Regions from separate parts of the Mus musculus genome. Here all the other regions are linked to region 3. The links are chromatin contacts, called in public Micro-C and promoter capture Hi-C maps. All regions are on one chromosome and are shown on one strand. The core of a region is the stretch at or near the end of the contact, and the rest is flanking DNA. Distances in the headings are between cores, read along the strand shown.

The links. Promoter capture Hi-C pulls out the DNA fragments that hold promoters and counts their contacts. A called contact is a pair of places that touch in the nucleus more often than the background predicts.
Region 1: a contact with region 3 is called in a promoter capture Hi-C map of pre-B cells, with 3 times the contacts expected there. The contact joins the promoter of Rasa3 here to the promoter of Lamp1 in region 3. A contact is called at or near these places in 1 of 39 promoter capture datasets (pre-B cells) and 1 of 115 datasets of contacts at active chromatin or transcription factors (memory CD8 T cells).
Region 2: a contact with region 3 is called in a Micro-C map of embryonic stem cells, with 4 times the contacts expected there. The contact joins the promoter of Cdc16 here to the promoter of Lamp1 in region 3. A contact is called at or near these places in 2 of 39 promoter capture datasets (hippocampal neurons and pre-B cells), 3 of 484 Hi-C or Micro-C datasets (all in embryonic stem cells), 1 of 115 datasets of contacts at active chromatin or transcription factors (embryonic stem cells) and 1 of 9 other capture datasets (embryonic stem cells).

The regions. Positions count from the first base shown.
Region 1 is chr8:13,675,452-13,678,905 of GRCm38.p6, forward strand. It overlaps Rasa3 (RAS p21 protein activator 3), which reads right to left and starts at 2,136. Exons shown (of 24, transcript NM_009025.2): 1 at 1,942-2,136. The coding sequence starts at 1,996.
Region 2 is chr8:13,756,103-13,759,751 of GRCm38.p6, forward strand. Cdc16 (CDC16 cell division cycle 16) reads left to right here and starts at 1,554. Exons shown (of 18, transcript NM_027276.3): 1 at 1,554-1,752; 2 at 2,896-2,950; 3 at 3,038-3,135. The coding sequence starts at 1,705. The region is part of intron 1 of Gm46032 (a long non-coding RNA gene); the gene reads right to left.
Region 3 is chr8:13,157,751-13,161,380 of GRCm38.p6, forward strand. Lamp1 (lysosomal-associated membrane protein 1) reads left to right here and starts at 1,411. Exons shown (of 9, transcript NM_010684.3): 1 at 1,411-1,684. The coding sequence starts at 1,639.

The sequences.
Region 1 (3,454 bases), core at 886-3,385, 520 kb after region 3:
GGGGACCCCAGTGATATCAAACAAGCAGGGCAGCCAAGAAACATCAAACCCAATCCAGTTGCTACCGATGTTTTCTGCATTCCAAAAGGCGAACCCAACACACATCTGTGCTCAGACACAGAAGGCAGGATCTATCTGCAGAGCTATGTTCCCTGCATACTCCATCCAGAGAGGGCAGGATCTATCTGCAGAGCTACTATGTTCCCTGCATACGCCATCCGGAGAGCACAGGGCCACCCCTCTTGAGCAGCCCTGCAGGTAAATACTCTTGAGAAAAAAAATGATGAGGAAAGATAAGGCAGAGACGCCTCTACCCAACCTCACTCACTGCCACCATCCCCCTATGCAGTCAGAGGCAATGAAGGCTCCAATCATACCCTTATTCAACGTCTAGCAACGGAGGAGGGACCTTCTGACTTGTCCCCTCTGCTGCTCCCCTAGTGAAGACCCGATTCCGGCAGACAGACTGAAGTCTTTCCTTCCCTCCTGTCTTATTTACTATGTCATTCTGGAAAAGAAATCCTCTTTGTTTGAATGGAACTAAAACCTTTCCCTGTGTGCACAGTAGCCGATGCTAGGATTGAAGCAAGCACACTGTACTGAAAGGGAAAGAAAGTCTTGGACCCTTCTCACCAACTGACCTGATTCTGCCCCAGCAGTATTCCACAGCAACCTCCCCAGATCCTTGAGCAAAAGGGCACAGCACCCCTGGAGCCTGGTGGACTCACTTGGTCAGAGGATCTGGCTGAAGGAAACTGAAGCTGGCCACCCTCACACAAGTAGTCTTTGCCCACAGAGGACAGAAAGCAGCCCCTTTCCTCAGATGGAAACTGACAGCAATTCCAGGCATAAGAGCAAGAGAAATCCCTCCCGTGCCCTCTGCTCCAGCCCAAACACCACATGCTCTCCGCAGCGCTTCTGAACCAAAGATCAAACTGTCTCGGGCGATGATTCAAAAGCAAAATAAAGCGGACAGGAAGCAACACGCTGATTGCGAGTAGCTGGCATTCTTCAGACAGCATCGAATGTCATCAACAACTGACACCAGGCTGTGACTGTTGCCACCCACTAGGGGCCTTTTCACATGGGAACAGGCCAGTAATGTGGGGCGCAGTTCAGAGGGAAAAGACTACAGGGACGGTGCACTAGGACCCAGAATTCCTTCCAAGAAAATTGGCCCCTGCCCAGTGTGTTAATGACTTGATGTGTAACGGTCACTTCAGAAAACCACTGTAAGGAAGTAGACTCACACGTCACTCACAAGATAAAAAACAACTGGGAAAAACGAAATCTCCAGGTTAAAAAAAAAAAAATCAGGAAGTCCTCTCCAGGTCTCTCCAGTTCCACTTCACTCCCCGTTCCTAGCGTTGCTGCCGAAGTCCCGACCAGCCCAGAGCAGCCTGAATGCCAGGCCTGCCGGCCACAGCTCCCACGGCCAGTTCTCAATGAAAGGAGGGGGAGGTGCTGGTGGCTCCATCACCAGGCCTGCAGCGCGCAGACACCACACACACACACACACACACACACACACACACACGGTCGCGCGCGTGCACGGCCTCGAAGCCTGCAGCAGCCGAAAAGGTGAAGGGGCGCCCCCTCCTTGGGAAATAAGTTCCTGCGCACAACTGTGGAGAGGACACCAGGAGACTGACATCAGTAGACCCGATCCCTGAAGTGGGAGCACCCAGACGGATCCGCGCGTGCTCGTGCATGTAAAGTCAGGCGCCTGGGATCTGGAGCGGTGCTGCGCACACGGACACACGCAGGCAACCACGCGCGCTCACTCCCACAAACAGACGCCCCCTGATACAGGTCCCTCCTCCCCCGCAATGCCACGGAGAACCGGGCAGTCTAGGCGGAGAAACACGAGGAGCCGGTCCAGCCCGGCCGGATACCAAGAACAGGGGTCTGGGGAGTTGCCCACGCCACCGCGGTCCTCACCAATCTTGATCCTCACGCTCTGGAAGACCCGCAGTCCCTCTTCCTCCACCGCCATGCTGCTTGTCGACCTCGCCAACGCGCGAGGGCCCGGCAGCGCGGCCGCAGAAGGGGGACAAGACAGGGGAAGAAGCCGGCAGACGGAGCCGAGCTGCGGATGCCCCCAGAGCCCCGCGCGCTGCGGTCCGCGCTCTGACCGGGTGCACCGCCTCGCGCCCTTCCATTGGCAGAGCTCGGGGGCGGGGCTGCGGGCGCCTTCCTTCGCCAGAGCCCCGATCTTCATTGGCTAAGGCTCTGCATGGGGTGGGGTAGTACGACTCCGCCTACTGTCAAACACTGCATTCCATTGGTCGGGTCTGTAAGGAGGCGGAGGCGGACTCTAAGGCGGGATCGGAAGGGACTTGCCTTGGAGTGCCCCTGAAGCGGTCCCTCTTCACAGCCCTCGCTGGTCCGGTCTCTCTGGACCTGGGACAAAGAGAGATCGTGAGTATTGATCTGTGTTTTGACCGCCAGGTCCCGTAAGACCGACTCGCACTTAAAATCTAAAAAGCTATATTCAAACAAAAGGTATGAAAGGAAAAGATTTCCTCTAGCCCCAGCTTCAGCGACTGAGAAAAGTGACACCTGCCGATCGCTCTGGAGAAATCAGAAGGTGATATGCTGTCAAAGTGAGGGCAAGTGGACCCTGTGCCCAGCAAGCAGTCCCTGCTTACCCTGTGGTGTGCTTGGGCAGCCTCAACGCGGCCCTTGAATTTAGCATTCCAGAACCTTCAAACCTGGTGCTTACTGGCAATTTGATTGGTATGCAACTTTAGAATTGTTGTATCTCTACAACGATACTGTGAGGTCCTATCCCCGATCCCTCCACTAAGTTTTTCCTGCAGCTGGCATAACTCCCAGCTTTCCTAGAGGGCCAAGAGCTCTAGTCCCTCGTTCCTTATAGTAGTCACAGAAGTGTCTCCCAGAGGCCCTGGTGGGTGGGGAGTGGCGGTAGAGATAGCCTCTGCAGTGGGTTTGAAGGAGGCCTGCCTTTCGGTAGGACTGAAAACGGAAGTGGCATCGCTTGAGGAGTCAGGAGGCTAGGTCATTGATACACCAACTGAAAGGTGTGACACAAAAATCCCTTGGTGCTATACGGTAGCTCTCTCACCAGCAGCCAAAGAGCAGAAATACAGTGTATAGGCAGGACACCCAGGAAGGTGCTGGAACTCCAGAGAAGCTGATTTGGAACCCTCCAGAAGCTGCTGTGCCATAGACAGGCTCTGACTGGGAAGAGAGGGAGCCGCTCTGGGTTAACACATCTAAAACCCTGAATCTCCGGCTCAGGAACTCAGCTTAGTGGTAGAGAACTTGGGTAGGAGGCACATGACTGGACAGGGATGGGGGTGGTGGTGGGGAAGGACACAAAATCACCAAAAGACTGCTTTAGCTGGGCTGCTGTACTGTGATAAAGCACCATGACCAAAAACAACTTGGAAACCATAAATAAATAAATAAATAAATAAATAAATAAGAT
Region 2 (3,649 bases), core at 304-2,803, 600 kb after region 3:
TTAAGGAAGTTTATACTATTCCCTTGGGCCACATTTATAGCTCTCCTCTGTCACATGGGACCTACCGCCACAGACTGGAGAACTCTATAAAACATCGCAAAGAACAAGGTGGCTTCCGATGAAGAAAAGCATTTAAAGTATCCTCGTGAGCCAAGCACGTCTCAGAATGAAATATTGTACCTCTCAGCTTGCTTGTAGAAGAGGAGATATATTTGTAATTACACACACAGACAAAGTACAGAAAGGATGCAGAGGAGGATATGCTAGGTAGGATATGTTAGGTAGGATATGCTAGGTAGGATATGTTGTAGTCGCTACATCTGGGAAGACAAAGGAAAAGAGGAACTCCATAGTGTTGTTGTAGGCTTTACAGAGAGATCATGGGAAACTCAAGACAATTCAGGAAAATTCACTGCAGACAGGAGAGGCAGATGGGGCTCCTTAATATTCTGCAAGCATACACTTGTGCTTCGTACTGTCGTAAAGAAACCTGCAATGCATTCTGCAAATAGCTCAACACATACACACTGCTAATCGTTTGTTTGTCCCAAGTGTCTCTCCAGGAACAATGAAGGTCTCGGCAGCCTGGGACGGTGCAAACCCAGCTGCACAGAGCAATAACAGGAAGAAGTGCAGGAGACATACGGAGACACAAACCAGTATAATCTCAGGAGTAAGGCTGACCCTTGACCAGAGGCAGTATTAAACTTTGGAATAATTGCCTTTGTTTGCTCTTTATAAGGTTTTCTTGGCTGGAGATGAGATAAAAAGACGGGGTGTTAGAATGTTAATCCGCTTCTTTCTCAGATAACTAGCTCTCTGAATAACATCTGACTTAAAGATTAAATTCCTGTCTTTGATGTTTACCATCTGTGGTGACAGCACAAATTTCCTTTATAAAACAATTCTATTCGTAAAATGAATGAAAACAGCCGTAAATATGGTCAACTATGCCTTACCACACACCCGCTTCAAGTCAATAAGTACGGTTGGATCACTACCTACAAATGGAGAAGACAGGAAAAGTGTGTGTGTCCTTAAAATATTACCCTGTCATACATATGTGTCATTCACAGAAAAGGATGCAGCCAACTGCTCACAGGGGTGAGAGCAGAACATTTGAGTGGTACCAGTCTCTATACTTTCAAAAGGCTGCACAGTGCACAGAATGGAATTTTAAGAACACAAAATACCCTGTGTGGTGATGGACCTCTTTATTTCCAGCACCCAAGGAGGTGTGTTTGTGTGTGTGTGTGTGTGTGTGTGTGTGTGTGTGTGTGTAGGAGTCTGAAAGTAAGAGGCCAGTCTGGTACCCAGGGACAGCTCTGGACCACCCAGGACTGTAGAGAGAAAAATTCGATCTTAAAAATATCCGGTAGGGAGAAGGGTAGCTATAGAAGCGTCTCTTCCACTCCCGGAAGGCACGGAGTCCCGCTAGATCCCTTTTCCCTCCCGGACAAAGGCGAACAGGTTAGGACTAGGAGCTGGCGCCCAAGATCGCCACGGAACCATTAGAGTGGGCACACACCCGACGGGGGGAACGCTTTTGCACGGGACTTCCGGGGTAGGGCCTGTCGGAGCGGAAGTGCCGTGTGGCGCGCGGGGTCTGGTCCGGGCGGTGGTCGGCGGGCTTGGGTCCCTCGACACCCCGGGGGCGCGCGGAGGCTCGAGAGGGCGTCGGGTGCCTGCCCTGGCCTCGCGGCCATGAACCTGGAGCCGCTGCGCAAACGCGTCCGGCAGTACCTGGACCAGGTGCGCGGCGGGGGGCCGGACGCTGGGCTTCGGGGCGGTGGGGCCCGGCGGGGAGCGCGGCCCCGATGGCTCCGATCCTGCGTGGACTGCGGGAGCAGGGCTGGGCTGGGCTGGGACGGCTGCACTGGGACCTTGGAATCTGGCCGGACCGTAGGACATTTGGGAGGATTTAGTTGTGTTTCTTATTGGACAGAATACTTGGGAAGACAAGCTAGCTGTCTCCAGTTAGGACTGGAAACAATACCCCGTGCTGGATCTTCAGCCTCCGCGCTGCTCTCGAGTGGACAAGCCGGGACTATTCGAGGGAAGGGGTGTCTCTGGGGTCCACGTCATTGTCATGTCATTTGGTTTTTTGCTAAAATGCTTGCTCTCCCGATAAATGGGAAACGGAAGAGATGCTAAGTGAATGAGCCAGAGGTTTGCACTTCGCTGGAAGGCTGCGTGCTAAGGGGCAGTCGGTTTGTGATTATTTTCTTTGGCACTGAGATGTAGAGAGGACAATGTGGGCCTCTTTTTTCACTCTGGGGGCATCTGTTCAGAGCAGATTCTCGGGTCCATAAGACTTTCTCCTGGCTACTCATTGGGCTACCCTGTTCTGACTATATCCTGAGGAACTGAGGCAGAGGCAGTAAGAGCTAGGGATCAGCACTAACCAGGACAGATTCCTGAGTGTCTTTCCGCTGTCAGATTAAGTGTTGTTAGAGTTGACTACAGGGGGCGACATTGCCCATGACCAGTGACTGTTAAGGGTTATGGGTTTAATTGTGAAATATTTGAATCTAGTGCTCTGCTAGATGCTACTTTAGGATTCATTTGAGCTTGTGGGAAGTGTTATTACATAAATGTCAGTATCAGAAGTTCTAGATGACTGCATTTCAATCGCTTATGCACTGTTTTAGATACTAGCTGATACATTTTTGGTAGTGTATGAGTTAAACTGCTATCTTGAATTGTATATATGAAGTTCTTACGGTAATGACGACCTAAAACTCACACTAGCTGAGCTGTAAAATACAGGTGATTGGTGGGCCCCGTGCTACATCTAAGAACGTGTTGTAGTGAGTGGTGGATTTGGTGTGTGGATTTATATTAGTCGACTGTGGGGGCAACAGCAGTCACCCTGTGTTTGCTTTTTGTATGCAGCAACAGTATCAAAGTGCTCTGTTTTGGGCAGACAAGGTAGCTTCACTCTCTCATGGTGAGTGACATGCAATTTATTTCCCCTAATTAATCTCTAGAAAGCTCCCCATGAGCCTCTGACCACTTGTGTAATTTTGCCCCTCAGAGGAGCCCCAGGATGTTTATTGGTTGGCTCAGTGCCTTTACCTCACAGCGCAGTACCACCGAGCAGCCCATGCGCTCCGGTCACGCAAGCTGGACAAAGTAAGTACCGAAGCTGTGGGAGATGTCGGAAACGCCACTGGGGCCTCATGTTGGGTGTGTGTTTAAAAGAACTCCAATTTTTTATTTTTATGAGAAAAAAAATGTTTTATCGGTTGGTTTGGGTTTTTCTTGGGGGTTCGGGGGCTGTTGAGACCAGGTTTCTCTAAGTAGCAGCCCTGGCTGTCCTGGAACTCAATTGGTATATCAGGCTGGCTCTAACTCACATATATCTGCCTACCTTTACCTCGTGCTGGGATCAAAGGTGTGTCCCACCACACCTGGCTAAGAGCTTTTTTTTTTTATTTTTATTTATGTGTTTATGTGTGTGCCACATGAGTGTGGGTGCCTCCAGAAACCGGAAGGCAGCATTGGATTCTTTGGAACTGAAGTTCCAGGCACTGTGAAGTGCTCTCTGAGCAATGGGAACAGACTTGTGTTCTTTGGAAGAGCAGCAGGCACTCTTAACTGCCAAGCCATCTCTTCAGCCTAAGAGCAAGGCTCTCACTTCAAGTCC
Region 3 (3,630 bases), core at 161-2,660:
TTTAAAATTTCACTTTATTTTGTGCATGAGAGTTTTGCTTGAATATAGGGTAGGCCTGTGCATCATAGGCAGGTGTGGTGTGCCCTCAGAAGTCAGGAGAGGGCATCAGGCTCCCCGGAACTGGATAGTTGTGAACCATGTGAGTGATGGGACTGGAACCAAGGTCCTACACAAATGAGCCATCTCTCCAACCACTCTTATTCTCCGGTCACAGAATAAACTAGTCCACTACATAAACAGCTTTTAAGTTTTGTTACTGGGTCTACAATTCTGAGGAGGAAGAACTCAGCTTGAATGAAAAATCTGTTAACAGGAGGAATCCTCAAGCTAAAACTTGAGGACTTCAAGGTAGATCTGGTGGTCTCCGGCCTTTAGTCCCAGCACTCTGAAGGCAGAGGCAGGCTGATCTCTTGAGTCTGAGGCCAACCTGTCTAAGTAATGAGTTCTAGGATTGCCAGGGTTATATAGAGAGACCCTGTCTCCAAAACAATATAATAACATAAAAGCTCAGATTATTCATGCCATGGTGGCACACACCTGTAATCTCTGCGCTCCTGACAGGATGATTGCCCAGAGTGTGGGGCCAGCCTGGTCCATGCGAGTTCCAGGTCAACCTGGGCTTTAGGGTGACGCCATGTCCCCAAACATCAAACCAATCCTCGAGTTTTGAGTGTGACATTCACAAAAGAGGAAAATACTTTAGTATTGAACTCTTCATGGAAATAGTCATCTCAGGTAAGATGACCATCCACATGCCCTTAAGCAGCCAGGAATGGTCAAGAACACTGCGCCCACACACATCATCTGAGCACTCAGGAAGCAGAGGCGGGCTGATCTCTGAGTTTGAGGCCGGCTAAAGATATATTCTGAAATCCTATCTCTTAAAAAGTATCTTTTCCACATCTCCCACCATCTACGTATCCTAAAGGACTGTCCTCTGCCTGGATCACCGAATGGGACACATTCGGGGCTGACCCTAGACACTAGTATGTGAGCCTGAAAGTGGAGGTCAGCCTGGGCCTGGGGCACGGGTCTAGATGGGAATACCCACCTCGAAATGGATATGCACACTGTCCTGGGATGTAAACACTGGTATTGACCTAGACATGGCTCTCAACCAAGACTACCACTGGGCTGCAGGCCTTCAGGGGCTTGGACCTGAACTGTGGCATGTAGCTGGCCTACGGGGCTCAGTCCAGCCTTCATGGCTTCCTGTTTCCATCTTCACTTTCTCCGACAGCGTTTCTCCTTCCCTTACTCAAAGCCACAACCTACTTTCCATTTCGGGACACTCGGGAGAAAGGCCGTGGGGGGGGGGGGGGGAAGGGGGTGGGGAGAGGGCAAGATATCACGTGGTCCAGCGCCCACGTGATGCCGACTGGCACGTGACCACATCACGTGCGGAACGGAGCCTCCCGAAGAAGTGAGGAGTAAGCTGGCGGTCCACGGGCTCTCGCGAGACCCTCGGCTCACGTGACCGGCGGGCGCGGCACTGCTCACGTGACAGGCGCTGCCGGCCGCAGGGTCCTCTCCGTGCCGGCGCCGCAGCTGCGGGGCCTCTCGAGTCGGTGGACGCGCCCTCCCGCCGGCCTCGCCGCCCGCGCAACCGCCGTCCTCCGGCCTCGGCTGCGTCGCGCCATGGCGGCCCCCGGCGCCCGGCGGCCGCTGCTCCTGCTGCTGCTGGGTGAGCCCGAGAGGGAGGGAGAGAGAAGGAGGGCCGGGCGGGGTCGGTGTCTCGGGACGGACGGGAACAGAGCGGCAGGCCGGGCGGGGACGGGGCGCCCGGAGCCGCGGGCGTCAAGAAGGCCTCGAGCCGGCCCGCCCGCTCCGCAGTGGCGCTCGCCGCCTGGGAGCCCGTGCGGGCCTAAGGACGTAGGTGCGGGTTGGGAGCCCAGTCTGAGCCGCTCTGGAAGGAGCTGGGCTGGAGTTCCTGCCAGGCAGTGCTGCTGGCTCTGAGCTGCCTTGTGAGAGGACTGGGTGCTGCCTCGGACCCTGCCTGGGGTGCCGGGTGCCCTTCCTCGCCGCTGTATCCCGGCAACGCGGAGCGTTTCGCTGCGGTGCCAGCATCTTCAGGACGGGAGAGAGGTGGCTGGCCAAATCTCCTGGGCACAGAGGCTCACACCCCCAAATTCTGTGACTGTGACTTTATGGAATTCGTTTACCCTTTCTTTTATTTTGCTACTTGTGTGAACTCTCTGGTCCGTGAGAGGTGCGCTTACTCGGCGGTCTTAACCCAGAAGCCTTGCTAAGGGGACCTGTGACCCTTCACGGTTCAGGAGTTGTAGCTAATATACGAGTTGCCGAAACAAGTTCTGTTGTGTCAGAATGGCTTGGTAACTAGCTGGAGTTCAATCTCCAGCACAGCCAAAAACGACTTAAACCCTTAGACTGTTTTATACTTTTAAAATGGGGGGAGGGGTGTCTCACCACCACGCTGGCCTGAAACTCACAGGTTCAGGTTCTCGTAGTCTCTGCTTCCTAAATGCTGATTGGGATAAAATCCAAAGGACAGCCAGGTTAGGCCTCTTCATGTTTTTCAAACTACCTTGTGGCTTGCATAGTGGTTTATACCTTTAATCCTGAGCTAGTGTCAGGACGATCTCTTTAACAAGCCATTCTGGTCTATATAATGAGTTCTAAGACAGCCAGGACCGGAGACCCTGTTGCAAAAATGAAATAAATAAACGAATGAATGAATAAACTAAACTAATCAGTGGTGGCTCACACTTGTTAGACCGTGGAGGCTGAGGCAGGGGAATTTTAAGGTTGGGTCAGCCTGAGTTTGTAATCTAAGCACTTAGCAGGCTTATGTGGGAGACTTTCTGTGAATCGGAGGCCAACCTGGGCTACAAAGTGAGACACTGTTTCAAAGCAAAATCTAAGTGGAGAGGGAAAGTCTGTGACCCTGATTGAGTGCCCCTGTGCCATAAATTGTCCCAGCTTTCACAAAGGGACTTTAACAACTTAGACAGGATCTTGGTTGTGTGACTTCAAAAATAATTTTATCTTAAAAAAAAACCTCTGTAACGATGGGATTGTTAATTGTTCCTACATTAATTGCTATCACCTCCAAGCTGCTTAAGTGCTTAATAGACAACAGACTAGTGTGAACTGAAACTAGTATGTAGGATTGCTTAATGGAACTGTTCGGTTGTTAGGGCTAACCCTATGACCTTCCCCTTTCTGGATGAGCCTGGTCAGTCTAGAAGTATGAGAAGTCTAATTAAAGTTATCCTGGATTGTGGGACCTTGAATTCTTCACTAGATTGGTGGTCCAGCGGTTCAGTAGTCTTGTAATTTTGAGTTCATATTCTGTTAGACCCAACTTAGATATTGTTATCTTGACCTGGCCCTTTTTTGTTTTGCTTTGTTTTTGTTTGTTTGTTTGTTTGTTTTAGTGTATATGAGTACACTGTAGCTGTCTTCAGACAGACCTCTGGACATTGTATCCCATTACAGATGGTTGTGAGTCACCATATAGTTGCTGGTGATTGAGTTCAGAAATTCTGGAAGAGCAGTCAGTGCTCCTAACTCCCAAGCCATCTCTGCAGCCCAACCTGGCCTTTTGTGGACACATAAACTGTGGCACCTGTCCTGGAGTGGCCTGTCTCCTCTGCTCTCTTTCGAGCC